2 separate regions of the Eptesicus fuscus genome follow, and region 1 is linked to region 2. The links are chromatin contacts, called in public Hi-C maps. All regions are on one chromosome and are shown on one strand. The core of a region is the stretch at or near the end of the contact, and the rest is flanking DNA. Distances in the headings are between cores, read along the strand shown.

Evidence for each region. A called contact is a pair of places that touch in the nucleus more often than the background predicts.
Region 1: a contact with region 2 is called in a Hi-C map of muscle, with 6 times the contacts expected there. The contact joins the promoter of LOC103295533 here to the promoter of SMIM29 in region 2. A contact is called at or near these places in 2 of 2 Hi-C or Micro-C datasets (liver and muscle).

Annotation. Positions count from the first base shown.
Region 1 is chr10:4,776,183-4,782,448 of DD_ASM_mEF_20220401, forward strand. LOC103295533 (40S ribosomal protein S10) reads right to left here and starts at 3,784. Exons shown (of 6, transcript XM_028161292.2): 1 at 3,701-3,784; 2 at 2,731-2,880; 3 at 2,332-2,503; 4 at 688-765. The coding sequence starts at 2,880.
Region 2 is chr10:4,611,720-4,618,313 of DD_ASM_mEF_20220401, forward strand. SMIM29 (small integral membrane protein 29) reads right to left here and starts at 3,527. Exons shown (of 5, transcript XM_054721922.1): 1 at 3,071-3,527; 2 at 1,878-2,058; 3 at 1,701-1,726; 4 at 1,325-1,421; 5 at 845-1,177. The coding sequence starts at 1,988. The coding sequence ends at 1,112. HMGA1 (high mobility group AT-hook 1) reads left to right here. Exons shown (of 6, transcript XM_054721924.1): 6 at 1-446.

The DNA.
Region 1 (6,266 bases), core at 2,534-5,033, 160 kb after region 2:
TGAGAGAAGAGCCTTTTTATGTTATGAACACTACTGTCTCTCAGCTCCTAGGACCGTGAGTGCCTAGCACACCACAGCACTCAATATATCTTTGCTGAATGAACAAAAACATCTGCTGTTCCAAGTCAATGCTAATATTTGCTATCTAAAACAAGATTTTACAGAAGGGGGTCCTAATATAAGGTGACAGAAGATTTGACTTTGGGTGATGGGTACACGGTGCAATATACATTTCTTGTAACATAAAAACCCAACCTGAAACCTTTATGTTCATGTTGACCACTGTCAACGCAATTAATTTAATAAATGAGTATTTAAAATATAATAAAACAAGATTTTACACTATTTTTGCAATAAGAAAACAACAAAGGTAATTTGGGTGGATCCTACCTTCAAGGAGCTTACAACACAGGAACACAACCACAACGTAAAACCACGTTGCTTTGCTGAAAGTTTTCAGTTTGCTCTCAAGGTCTTCAACCTACGTCTATCCCTAGCTCAAAGGGTGTTTCCCCCAATCCCCACCCATCAAACCCTTGCGTAAGGCAAGAAGCACAAAGGACCCCAGTGAAGAATGAAACCAAGACCTTTCTGGTCACTCTGGCATCTTCAAGGGCTAAGCCCCAGCCAAAGCTGACGGAGAATCCAGATTCTACCCTCACAACCCCACAGTCGACCGTTACTCACGGGGCACAGCACTCCGTCTGTAGGTGTCTCTGTCGGCTTCCCCTCGTGTGAGTCTTGCAGGTCGCTCGCCCTCCAGACCTACACAAGTAAACCACACCGTGAACATGGGCGATGGGTTCCCTTCAGGCCAAGAAAACTGGAATTGCTCTCCAAGTCTCACCCGAGAACATCTTAGTCATTGTAAAGAGTTAATGGGAATAGGAACTCCTACACCTAGAACTACCCGCTAGAAAAACTTGTCATTGACATTGTGGCTCCTTGAAGGCCTGGGAAAACTCACATCTAAATTAAAATGCCACAAATCTGCAAAAGGATTGCTTTCTATTGTATTTTTCAATATAAATGCACACTTTCCAATTACTTGGCAAATTCAGAAATTCAGCTATTTCTACAAACTTTCCAACAGCTAAAATTTTGAACTTGATCCATCTCTGAAGTGGAAACTCCCTGTACACAGGGGAGGCATCACAGATGAAAGCGCCCCCTCCAATAGGAAGTATATAGAGGCCACCAAGAATCCTTCAGTTCCCCCTCCACACCCATCCTTCATGCCGTGGATACATTAAGACAGATTTTAAAAGGCACCTTAAAAACACTGAAGTTTAATTTAGTATTCTCTCTACCCAGTTACCTTAGAGTCCATATAGTTCAAACACCTTTTTTTGGGGGGGGGGGGGGGGCGTGTTTAATCCCTACCCGAGGATATTTTTTTCTATTGATTTTTAGAGAGTAGGAGGGAGGGAGGGAAAGGGGGGAGAAGAAAGAGAAAAACATCCATGTGAGAGAGACACATCCATTGGTTGCTTTCTACATGTGCCCTGACTGGAGCTGGGAATCGAACCTACAACCCAGGCATGTGCCCTTGGCCAACAATTGAACCCAGGACCCTTCGGTGTTCGTCACATCAGCCCAGGCAAACCATTCTTTAAGGTACAAGAGATAAAACTGAACTTGAAGGGAGTGGCTAAAATAAATAAATGCCAGGTCTCACACACAGGGCCACTAAATCAAGTCTGTGGGACAGAGACAATGGGCTCCTCGATGCAGTGTAGGACTTCTGCTCTGGATACACAGCCCCACTCAGCCACCAGGAGCCCTTGGGAGCATTTGTAAAACAAGGGTTCCTGAGCTCCATGGAGTCTCCAGTGGAAGGTGGAAGCCACGGCCATCTGTGTGTAGGATCTCCATCATCACCCAAGCTTACAAAGTTCTTGTGACAAGTTTTTCAGAACCCAAGGAAGAGGAAATCACAACCCCGGCAAAAACATGACTGTGAGCCAGTAGGTAATCTGCCCCCAACCCCACATCCACACATCAAGCATAAACTTTCACACTGTGATTTTCCTGAAAAGGTTACTCAATGCTCTACCACACAGGTCTGGTCACAGACTAATATTCTGTGTGAATGCCGTCTCCTGGGATAACCCGAGGGCCTGAGGCCAGATCCATTACAAGTCTCATCCTAGGGGACAAAGGTTTCGGGACTTGACCTGCATGCCAGAGGCCTCTACAGCTGACACCAATGGCGGATTATAAGACCCCTTTCCGTCTGCCCCACAACTCCCCCACCCCCACCCCATGTACTGCTCCCAGGAAGAGCTGGTGCAGAGCAGGCCGCTGGAGGCATTTATTTGGGCACCATACCTTTGGGCCTTGGGCGGCCAGTCTCAGGCCTGCTGCGGCGCAACGTGGCGGGCACGATCTCGGGGGGCAGGTGGAGGTAATCGCGGAGGTACTGGATGCCCTCGTTGGTAAGGTACCAGTAGAAGTGTCTCCAGGCAAACTGCTCCTTCACGTAGCCCCGGGACTTGAGAGACTGCAAGACAGAAAACCACGGTTGAGACCTGACTAGAGGCTTAGACCAGAAACGCGGTGCAGAGGGGGCTGGGCTGCGCCGTAGACAAGTTTTCAGGTGCATCTACCTCACGGCCCGTCAAGGCAGCGAGAAGCTCGGGCTGTCCTGGCCTCTCCTTGGCATTTGCCTTGAACAGCCGCGGAGAACCCCTCCATGGGCACCCACTCCAGCAGCGCCCGGCTGGCTACCTGCATGGCCTTCATGACGTGAAGATTGGGCACGTTCTTGTCTGCCAGCTCGGGGTGCTTAGGCATGTGCACATCCTTCTTGGCCACCATCACCCCCTCCTTAAAGAGGAGCTCGTAGATGGCAATCCGGTTCTTCTTGGGCATCAACATCTACGGGAAGAAAGCGACCAAGAGCCCCTCTAAGCAATGTGGCCAGGGGTCAGGAACCGAGTTCAAGACCCACAAACGACCACACGAAATCAGTCCAATGGATTGGAATCTCAAACACAAAACATGCAGGAAGGAGGGATTCAAACTCTGTAGACTGACACCCACCAGTTAGTTACCAGCTCCCACCTCCAGCCCCGAAAACACTTCAGGTGAGAAAAAAGTTACCAAGGCATTAAAACAAAACGGGGGTACACATTCGCTTCAAACTTTCACTCACAACCATAAAGGAATAATGGGGCGCAGACCCGGCATTCTATGAGTATCTGGGGACCATCAACAACTGTACCAAGGTGCGCACGGCGAGGCTGTACTCTCAGGTACGCAAGGGGAGGCCAGAGGAGTCTTTTTCTCACGACGGGCCGCTGACCCGCATCCAAAGGGCTAAGGCCTTCGCATCCTCATTTCCTACCCCTCTCCCCCAAAACTAGAGTCCCAGGGCCAAGTAAAGAGGCAACCGGGGTGAGTTCTTCCCCAAAGGAAAAGTGTACAAGCGGGGTACAGTCCTAGCCTCGCCCACAGACACCGCCACGCAAGGGGTTGTTCCTCCTCTCCTCGGCCCTCCGCCATCGGGACGCCGATCTTCGCGAACAGCGTCCCACTACCCTCCCGAGTGCGCCCCTGGCTTCTCACTACTCAGAAATGAGCGAGCGCGCAGTGGGAGAGGGGTCCCCTCGCCCCAACTCCGGGGAAGCGCAGCGACTACGGCGGCGACAGGGCCAGGATGGAGGCCGATAGGGGCCCGCACTCCATAGGAACTCACCGCGACAGCTGCTGCGTCCCGGGCCCGAGCTAGAAAGGAAAGAGCATGCGCGGCGCGGCGCGGCGTCTCTTCCGGGCCGGCGTGCCCCGCCCCCCCGTCAGGACCCGCGCACAGCCTGGGGTGGCCTCGGCGGTGCCTGAGAGACTGGCGGCTCGGCAGCTGCAAACCCTGACGACACCGCCGGGAGCCTCTACGTGGTTTGTCAGGAAATAGTCCCTTTTCTGCTTGGGCAGGCTCCTTCGAAACACGCTACTTCTTTATTCCCAGCAATAATTTAACTTAATATTATGCAAGTAATGCATGCGCTTTGAGCGGGAAAAGAGAGAACATACAAAGTAATAACAATAACAATAATAAAAGACTTTTTAAAAACAATCCTATCAACCAAAGATAACCACGATTAACATTTTGGTATATATTCTTCCCAACTCATATACACCCAAGTAAATGTATGTATTTTTTTCCCACTCTATGATGGGACATATATTAAATCCTTCACTGCTCTATGTAACAATGCCACACACATCTGCACCCTTGCCCAATATTTTACTTAGAATAAATTCCTGGAGGTGTAGTTGTTGAGTAAAAAAGTACACACTAATCTCATTGCTCTTTTAATTTGCTCTTCTTGGTTACTTGCGATAAAACATTTTTTCTTTAAATTTTTCATTTCCCATTACCTGTTTTCTTACTGAGAGTTTTTTCCCATTAAAGTTATTAGCTCTCGCCAAAACCGGTTTGGCTCAGTGGGTAGAGTGTCGGCCTGCGGACTCAAGGGTCCCAGGTTCGATTCCGGCCAAGGGCATGTACCTTGGTTGCAGGCACATCCCCAGCAGGGGTTGTGCAAGAGGCAGCTGATCGATGTTTCTCTCTCATCGATGTTTCTAACTCTCTATCCCTCTCTCTTCCTCTCTGTAAAAAATCAATAAAATATATTTTTTAAAAAATAAAGTTATTAGCTCTCTGTCATATATTTTTCAAGAATTTCCCCCAGACCCCAGCTGGTGTGGCTCAGTGGGTTGAGCATCATCCCATGCACCAGAGGGTCAGGGGTTGGGTTCCCAGTCAGGGTGCATGCCCAGGTTTCAGGATGGCACTTCAGGAGGCAGCCGAACATTGTTTCTCTTGATACGAAATTTTTGGACTAGAACACGCGGTGTTCCCTGTGCAGGATGGTTACCCGGATTCTTTGTCTGTTGGAGTCGAAGAATGAATCCACGGACTGAAGATGGTATAGCAAATGTGGAGATTTACTGAAGAACAAGTACAGACTCCCATGTGGGGAAGGGGAAAGAGTCCCACAGCACAGACTCCCACGTGGGGAGGGGCAAAAGTCTCAACTTCCTGTTTCCATGGTTTATAAAGGCTGCAAGTCCCTGTGTCCTGATATCCCTTCTGATTGGTCAATATTTTCTTTTTTTTTTGGTTACTATAGTAACTCCTGAGATTAAAGATCAAACATCACATGGGACATGTGATGCCCTCCTCCCATTGTCCTCCTTTTCCTTCAGGGCTTTCTTCCTTCTTCTTTATTTTGTAAATATAGACCTTTTGGCTACTCCTAGTTCCCTTGTCTTATGGAAATGTAACCGAGCCTGGCTCCCTTGTGTTATGGAAATGTAACTTCTCCCAGTCTGTAGCCGTTATTTTTTCCCATAGACCCCCAATTCTAAAAATTCCCTAAACCTGCTTATATTCCCCTAAAATTCCTATTTCACTGTCTTACATCAATGTTTCTCTCTCTCTCTCCCACTCCCTCCCTCTCCCTCTAAAATCAATAAAAACATATTTAAAAAAATTATTTCCCCCAGTTTTCCATTTGTCTTGATTTTCATGGTAATTTGAAGAAGTTTTGCATTTCTTTATATACAAACTAGAGGCCTGGTGCACGAAATTCGTGCATGGGTAGGGTCCCTAGGCCTGGCTGGTGATCAGGGCTGATCGGGGCCTTCCTTTCCCCAGCTGCTGTCCCGGGCCTTCTTTTGTTCTGTGCCGCCCCCTGGTGGTCAGCGCATATCATAGCAAGCAGTCGAACTCCCAGTTGGTCAACCTCCCGAGGGGACAATTTGCATATTAGCCTTTTATTATATAGGATCTTTATAATTTCAGACTTTGGTACAAATGCTTAAAAAGTCACTACATACCTCGTGATTATATAAATATCCACCTGTAGTGTTTTTTTTTTTTTAAATCCTCACTCAAGGATATGTTTCTTATTGTTTTGTCTTGTTTTATTTTAGAGAGAGAGGAACATAGATGTGAGAGAGAAACATCAATCAGTTCCTTCCCATATGTGCCAACTCGGGATCGAATCCACAACTTTTTGGTGTACAGGATGATACTCCAAACAACCGAGTGAAATGTTTTTTCAAGCATTTTTGTGGCTGAATTGTTTAAAAATAAGTATTCATCAATTTTGCAAGATGGAATGAGTCTGGAGATCATTGCACAGCAATGTGAATAACTTAGCACGACTGACCTGTACACTTAAAAATGGTTAAAATGGTAAATTTTATGTCATGTATATTTTACACAATTTTTAAAAATAAGTATTCATAACATGTTT
Region 2 (6,594 bases), core at 2,277-4,776:
AGATGCCCCAACGAACCTGTGTCTGTCTCACCAGGTGTGGCTCACACCCCCTTTCCTTCCTTCCACGAGGTGCCTAGCCCTGCACGAGGTTGAACAGCGCCCCCCTGTGGCACAGGAGGGAAGGCAGGAGGGGTGTGAGCCCCTGACCCCATCTGCTTCCACTCGAGGCCTCCAGTTTCCTCCCCCTCACATGGGGCACTAACAAGGAGCGAGCCTTGCTCACTCCCACCCCCTGCTCCTCCCCACCCCCCAAGGTTCTGGTTCCATCTTTCCTCTGTTCACAAACTACCTCTGGACAGTTGTGTTGTTTTGTTCCATGTTTCATCCTTAGACATCTGTCATTGCTGCTACCAGCGCCAAATGTTCACCCTCACCGCCTCCTGTTCTGCCCACACTCCCCTCCCAGATGCTCTTGGGAAGGAGCAAGAGGCAAAGCAGGCTGGGAATAGACTACTCCAGTCCCAGGGAAGGTGGGGTAGAGCCTTCCCTAGGATGCTGCAGCAGAGTGAGCAGGGGGCCTGTGTTGACAGCGGAGAGTGTAGGGCCACCTCCCCCTGTTCTGCCGGGAGGAGGTGGCCATTATTTGTCCCAGCCTGGGCCCCTCCCTCTGGTTTCCTACTTGCAGTTACTTGAATAAAAATATATCCTTTTCTGGACTGGAGTCTCTGTACAGGGGGGTGCGGTGGGGGTGTGTGTGCCTGGAGCAGGTGAAGATGGAAACTTAGAACCTGTTGGGCGGTGGGGGGGCGTGGCTCGAGCTGCCCTGCCCAGCTCTTCAGGGTGGAGGCAGGAGGATGGAAAGCAGTCACCTCAGGAGGTAATTTAAGGCATTTGAAATCACCTCTAACCACAAAACATTTTATTTACAAAATATGTATACGAAGACTATACATCCGGCCCTGTCACCGTGGAAAGCGCTCCCAAGCCAAGTCAGGGAGGGCCCACCCCAAGAGGAAAACACCGAGTGCCTGGGAGCAGGCTCAGCCCACAAAGGACTAAGGGATGGGGTGGGTGGGAGGAGTGGAGACCCAGTGCCCAGCAGGGGGCTGGGTGAGCAGGTGGGAGGGGAAGCAGCAGGCGGCAGGACCCCATGGTTCTGAAGGTGAGGGTGTCAGGTCTTGACATCCAGCAAGGGCATCCGCTTGTGCTGGTAGCCACTCTGCCAGCCGTGCACCACCTGTGGGGGAGACGACGGTGGGGCTCAGGCCCCTGCAAGAGAGGCCTTGCTACTCATCAGTCCCAAGGGGGAGGGCTGAGGGCAGAACCAGGCTCTGGTTTCCAGGGTGAGAGCAGAGCAGACCCCCCTCTGCTGGCTCCGTCTTACCTTCAGGTCTCCCATGTCAGAGAGTAGCTCCTGCTCAGCCTCGTGTAGCTCCTCAGCGGGGTCATAGCTGTACATGGGGAGCAGGTGATGGCGAAGCCTGTCCACCCTGGGGGGCAGGGGAGGGGTCAGCCCAGGGGCCCCCCTTAAACATCTGACCGCCCTGTCTCCACTCCCCCAGGCTCTAAGGACAAAGGGGCCTCTCCCCAGCGGGTAAGCTGAGCCTGGGCAGGAAAACCTAACAATGGGGTGTAGGGGATTTCAGGCTTGTGTCAGGATGGCGGAGGGCCATCTTACATGTATGCAGAGGACACTAATCCTGTGAAAGGACATTTAAGCCAAATGTGGGGGAGGCAGTACTGGGGGCAGGGACACTCACCGCTTTTTCTTCTGGACATACATTACCTGTAACAGAGACAGCGCTGTGGAGGCTGGGCAACCTGCACAGCCCACCCACCTCCACAGCCCACTGCAGGACAGCTTGTTCAGAGACCAGGCCCGCCCAGCCCCGGTTAGCAAAGCTGTGGGTGTATGTGCGAACGAGGGGGCTCCTTACCACAGCCACCACCACCCCGACCAGGGTGATGAGGAAGAAAGGGCCCAGCACATAGCCCACCATGGAGTCGCTGTTGGCCCGGGGGGCGTTGGGCACTGTGGTGTTACTCATGACATCGGCAGCCGGGGGGCTGTGCGGTCAGCATGGGCAGTGCCTCGGGAGGGCGCCTCCACTGGGCTCCCTGGGGAGGAGGAAGGGAGGGCATCGGTTGCAGCCAGAGTGACACCCAGCCCCTGGAGCCTTCCCCAAGAGCTGGTGATACATGAAATCTCGGGCCAGGCACGGGGACAAGGAGTCCTCCCGGTACCCTAACCTTCCAATGACTCTCAGCAAATCTTGGGTGTGAAGGGGCACCTAGGGGAGGCCCAGACCCAGAGACTTAGTTCTGCCCAGCTCTGATTCCCCAAATCAGGGTGGGGCCCAGCTCAGGTGCAGGCCAAACACTTGCAATTCTAAACTGGGGAAAGGTTAGACACAGGTTCCCAGCTCCTGCCCCGACCTCCTGGGGTGCTGGGCTGCCAGCACCTATGCAGTGAAGCAAAATGGGGAAGTCGGGTAAAAACATGAGGGTCCTGCACTGTGGCCCCGGGGATGAGGTAGGCACACTGGAAGGAGCCCGTCTCAGTCCTGATCCAATCCCCACACTTCAGGCTACAGTATAGGCTGAGTGTGTCCTCCTCGTCCCTGGTGTCACTCCAGACACACAGTCTGGGCATCCTCTTCCCTGTGTCTCCTGCCTGGGTGGACACAAGTTGTTAGGGCTGGACTGCATCTGTGAGGTGAAGTCCCCTTCCTCTGGGCTCCGCCCAGGTCCCTACCCTCCTGGCCTGAGCTGACAAGTAGGAGAGGGTCAGCTCCCACCGACAGATGCAAGGAGACTGTCCTTGCGCGGCTGCACACAGATGCCCCTCGGTCCCTGGCCCTGGCTCGCCTGAGTCTCCACCCGAGGGCAAGGTGTGAACCACCTGTCCCGGTGTTCGCGGGGGCAGGTTGCTTAGTCGCACGCACATCGTCGAGAATACATGTCGGGGTGGGGAGAGTATCAGGCCGTTCCCAGGGCTCTGGGAGGCTCAGGCCGGGGGAGGGAGGCTTGGAAAGAGGGTAGAGGGGCCCCGGCATCCTGGAACCCCGGAACCCCGAGGCGTGGACCCATGTCAGCGCTCGGCAGCCCATCCGACCCGGCCATGCCTTACCTCCCGCCGTTGCAGCCCGGACAGGAACGCCCTCGGTTGGCTCCCGGGCCCCGGAAGAGGCTGGAGGCGCGTGATCAAAGGACCCGGGGAAACGGGCGGAGCCTCAGGTTCGGAGCGCGGCCAATCCGGCGGCGTGAAGGCGGGGACGGACCGGGTTGCAGGGTCCACCCCGCGGCGGCAGGGGGCAGCCGAGGGCTGCGCAGCGGGGGGAGAAGCGTGCGCGGGAGGGGGCGGGGCGCGCGGTTTCCCGGCGTGCCCCGGGGCGGACCTCGTGGAGCGCCCGCGCTGGGGACTCCCGTTCCCGGGCGAGGCCTGGCGTCCGCGCTCCTCCTCTCGTTGGGACGCGGAGCAAAGCCGCCTCTAACGCTTTGCTCAGGCGCTGGCGACTGGGGCACGTCCCTCCCGGCAGGGCCCTGCCCCGGCCGATAGGCCTCCATTAACACGTTGCGTCCTCCACGCCTCCTGGCCGCGCGCTGAGGGCAGAAGAGGCGGGCGGGTCAGCTCCTGCGCGGCCAGCCCACGGACCTGCCCACGGACCTGCCCACGGACCAGCCCACGGACCAGCCCACGGACCTGCCCACGGACCTGCCCACGGACCTGCCCGCGCTGCCCGCGCCTCGGTCCTAAGGCCGGGAGCACAGGCCGAGGCGGTGTGGGAGCAGGCACACACCGCACGCCCAGGCCACCTCTGGGGGGGGGGGGGGCACAGAAGGAGCCGCGGGGTGACCAGGGGGTTACAGCTGCTGGCTCAGCAGGCAGGCTTGGGTCAGAGCTTTCCTGGCCTGATCATTGAAATGTCACACACCTGCTGGATAAGTCTGAGTAAGATTGGTGGGTTTTTACCAGTGTCCGTATTCTGGTTGGTATACTATAGTTTTGCCAAAGTTATTGGGAGCCCCAGCCAGGTGGCTCAGTTGGTTAGAGCATCGTCCTGTACCCCAAAAGGGTCGTGTAGGGGAGGCAATCGATCCATGTTTCTCTCCTTCCCCCTCCACCCTTTAAAATCAATAAAAACATATCCTCCAGTGAGGATTTATTATTATTATTATTATTATTGGGAGAAGCTAGGCAAGGGTATCTCTATTATTTCTTACCACCACAGGTGAATCTACAGTTACCTCAAATGGTTTTATACCAGACCCCCTCCCCCCCTCCTGCCCCCGCCAGAATCACATACAATTGGGGAAACTCCAGACTGGCAGGTGATGGAAACCACCTAAGAACATAAAGGTTGTTGCAGTTGAACCAGGCTGAGATCCTCCTCCTGGGTCCTCGGGTGCTACTGGAGACACAGGGATGGCCTGGGTCCCCCTATTTTTTAAAAAAAATATTTTTATTGATCTCAGAGAGGAAGGGAGAGGGAGAGATAGAAACATCAATGATGAGAGGATCACTGACCAGCTGTCCACCGCATGCCCTTCACTGGGGATCTAGCCTGCAACCTGAGCATATGCCCCTGACCGGAATCAAACCCAGGACCCTTCAGTCCACAGGCCAACGCTCTGTCCACCGAGCCGAACCAGGTAGGGCATGGGTCACCCTGTTTTTGCCAGAGGCAGCCCATGGCATGGACATAGTTAAGCTACTGGGTCTGATCTGACCTGTCTCCGAAGGTCCTTCCAGAGAAGGTTGGCTGATTCCACCGAGAACCAGACTGTAGGTGGAGACTTCGGCCTCTCGCCTCCAGATGCAGCCCCCTGACTGTGGTGGGGAATCAGACAGGGAAGCAATCAAAGAGACGCCTCGTTTGGAGGCTCCAGGCGGATTTCCTGGTGTTCTCGGCCTTTTGAGTCTGAGTAGGGAGACCATGCAGAGGGAGGAGCCACCTCCTCACGCAAGGCCTGCCTCACATTGCAAGGCAGTGGGGATCAATTAATAGGTTTCATTTTTTAGAATTTACTTTTCCACAGTATTTGTTAATCGTTTATTTATCAAGAGAACTATTCCTCAGCTCAAATATCCCTGTTTCACAGTTCAGGAACACAGCTCAGTGACAAACTTCCATGGAATTCAACCCAAGGAAATTCTTTACATTCCGATTCTTTGCACTCTGAAAGACACCAGCCTTCTTCATCTCCTCAAAATCTTGCCTGGAATTACAGTTTCTGTAGGAATCCGCGTATGCCTTCTTTCTTGGTTCCCCCACAGCAAACTTACAGAGAGCTGCAGCCCCCAGGGACACAATGGTTGTTCCAACAATGTGCAGTCACATTGAGGAAGGCCAACATCTGAGGTTTTTGTCAAAGTACCGCAAGTGTCACCGGACAGGGACCCGGCCCTGAGCTCGTCTGTCTAGGACAAGCGGTTCTTGACTTCAGGAAAAATGTCACACCACCAGTCCAGGTGACTATGAGGGTCTGTTAATTAAAACCGGGGACAGAGAGAAATAGGAAGGGCTTAGGATAGAAGAAGCCACAAGTGAGTTAGGCTGGGCTGCCCTAGCTCTCTGGGAGTCAGAGGAAAGGGCCTTGGGGACAGGTTTAGGGGTTAGCCTGGGATGACTGCTGCTGCCCATTGCTCCCCTGGTTGTAAGGGTCATTGCGTCCCTTAAAGTTGAGGAGATGCGTGCCTGTGGGGGAAGAAGAGGGAGAAGGGAAGGCTAGGGCCTGCTCCCAGGAGGGAGAGTGCACACTGCATCCTTTGTCTTGAGCCTTTTATCTCTCTCTTGCAGGCAGGAATCTTAGGGGAGGGTTACAGCAGAATATTCATCCATTTCCTAGGTGTGTGTGGTTTCTGTTGTTAATCCTCACCCAAGGAAATTGATTTTTAGAGAGAATGGAAGTGAGGGAGAGAGACAGAGAGAGAAACATCGATGTCTCATGTCAATTGGTTGCATGCCCACGAGTTGAGTCTGCAACCTAGATACATGCCCTTGACCAGGATCAAATCTGGGAGTGATCCAGGGTAGAGCATCAGTCCATGGGCTGACGTTCTAGCCACTGAGCCAAACCAGCTAGGGCTCCAGGTGTGGGTTTTTTTGTTTTGTTTACATTCACAGAATTTATTTAAAAATAAAGTCTCCCTATAAGTGGACCACACAGTTCTAACCTGTGTTATTAAAGAGCAATTTGTGCTGTTATTCAGAATTATTTCTTTTTTAAAAATCTTACTTGTTGAAAGTATTACATATGTCTCCCTATTTCCCCCATTGACCCCCTCCAGCCCACCTCTTCCCACCCCCCAGGCCCTTTCCAACCCACTGTCTGCGTCCATGGGCCGTGCATATATGCAGACAAGTTCTTTGGTTGGTTACCTCCCACCCACCCACCTTCCGCCTCATTCCCTCTGAGATTCCGCACTCTGTTCCATGCTTCCATGTCTCTGGATCCACTCTGTTCATCCGTTTATCTTGTTGATTAGATTCCATATATGAGTGAGATCATGTGATACTTGTCTTTCTCTGACTGACTTATTTCATTTAGCATGATATTCTCCAGGTCCCTCCATGCTGTCTCAAAGGGTAAGAGATCCTTCTTTTTTACTGCTGCAGAGTATTCATTCCATGGTGTAAATGTACCACAGCT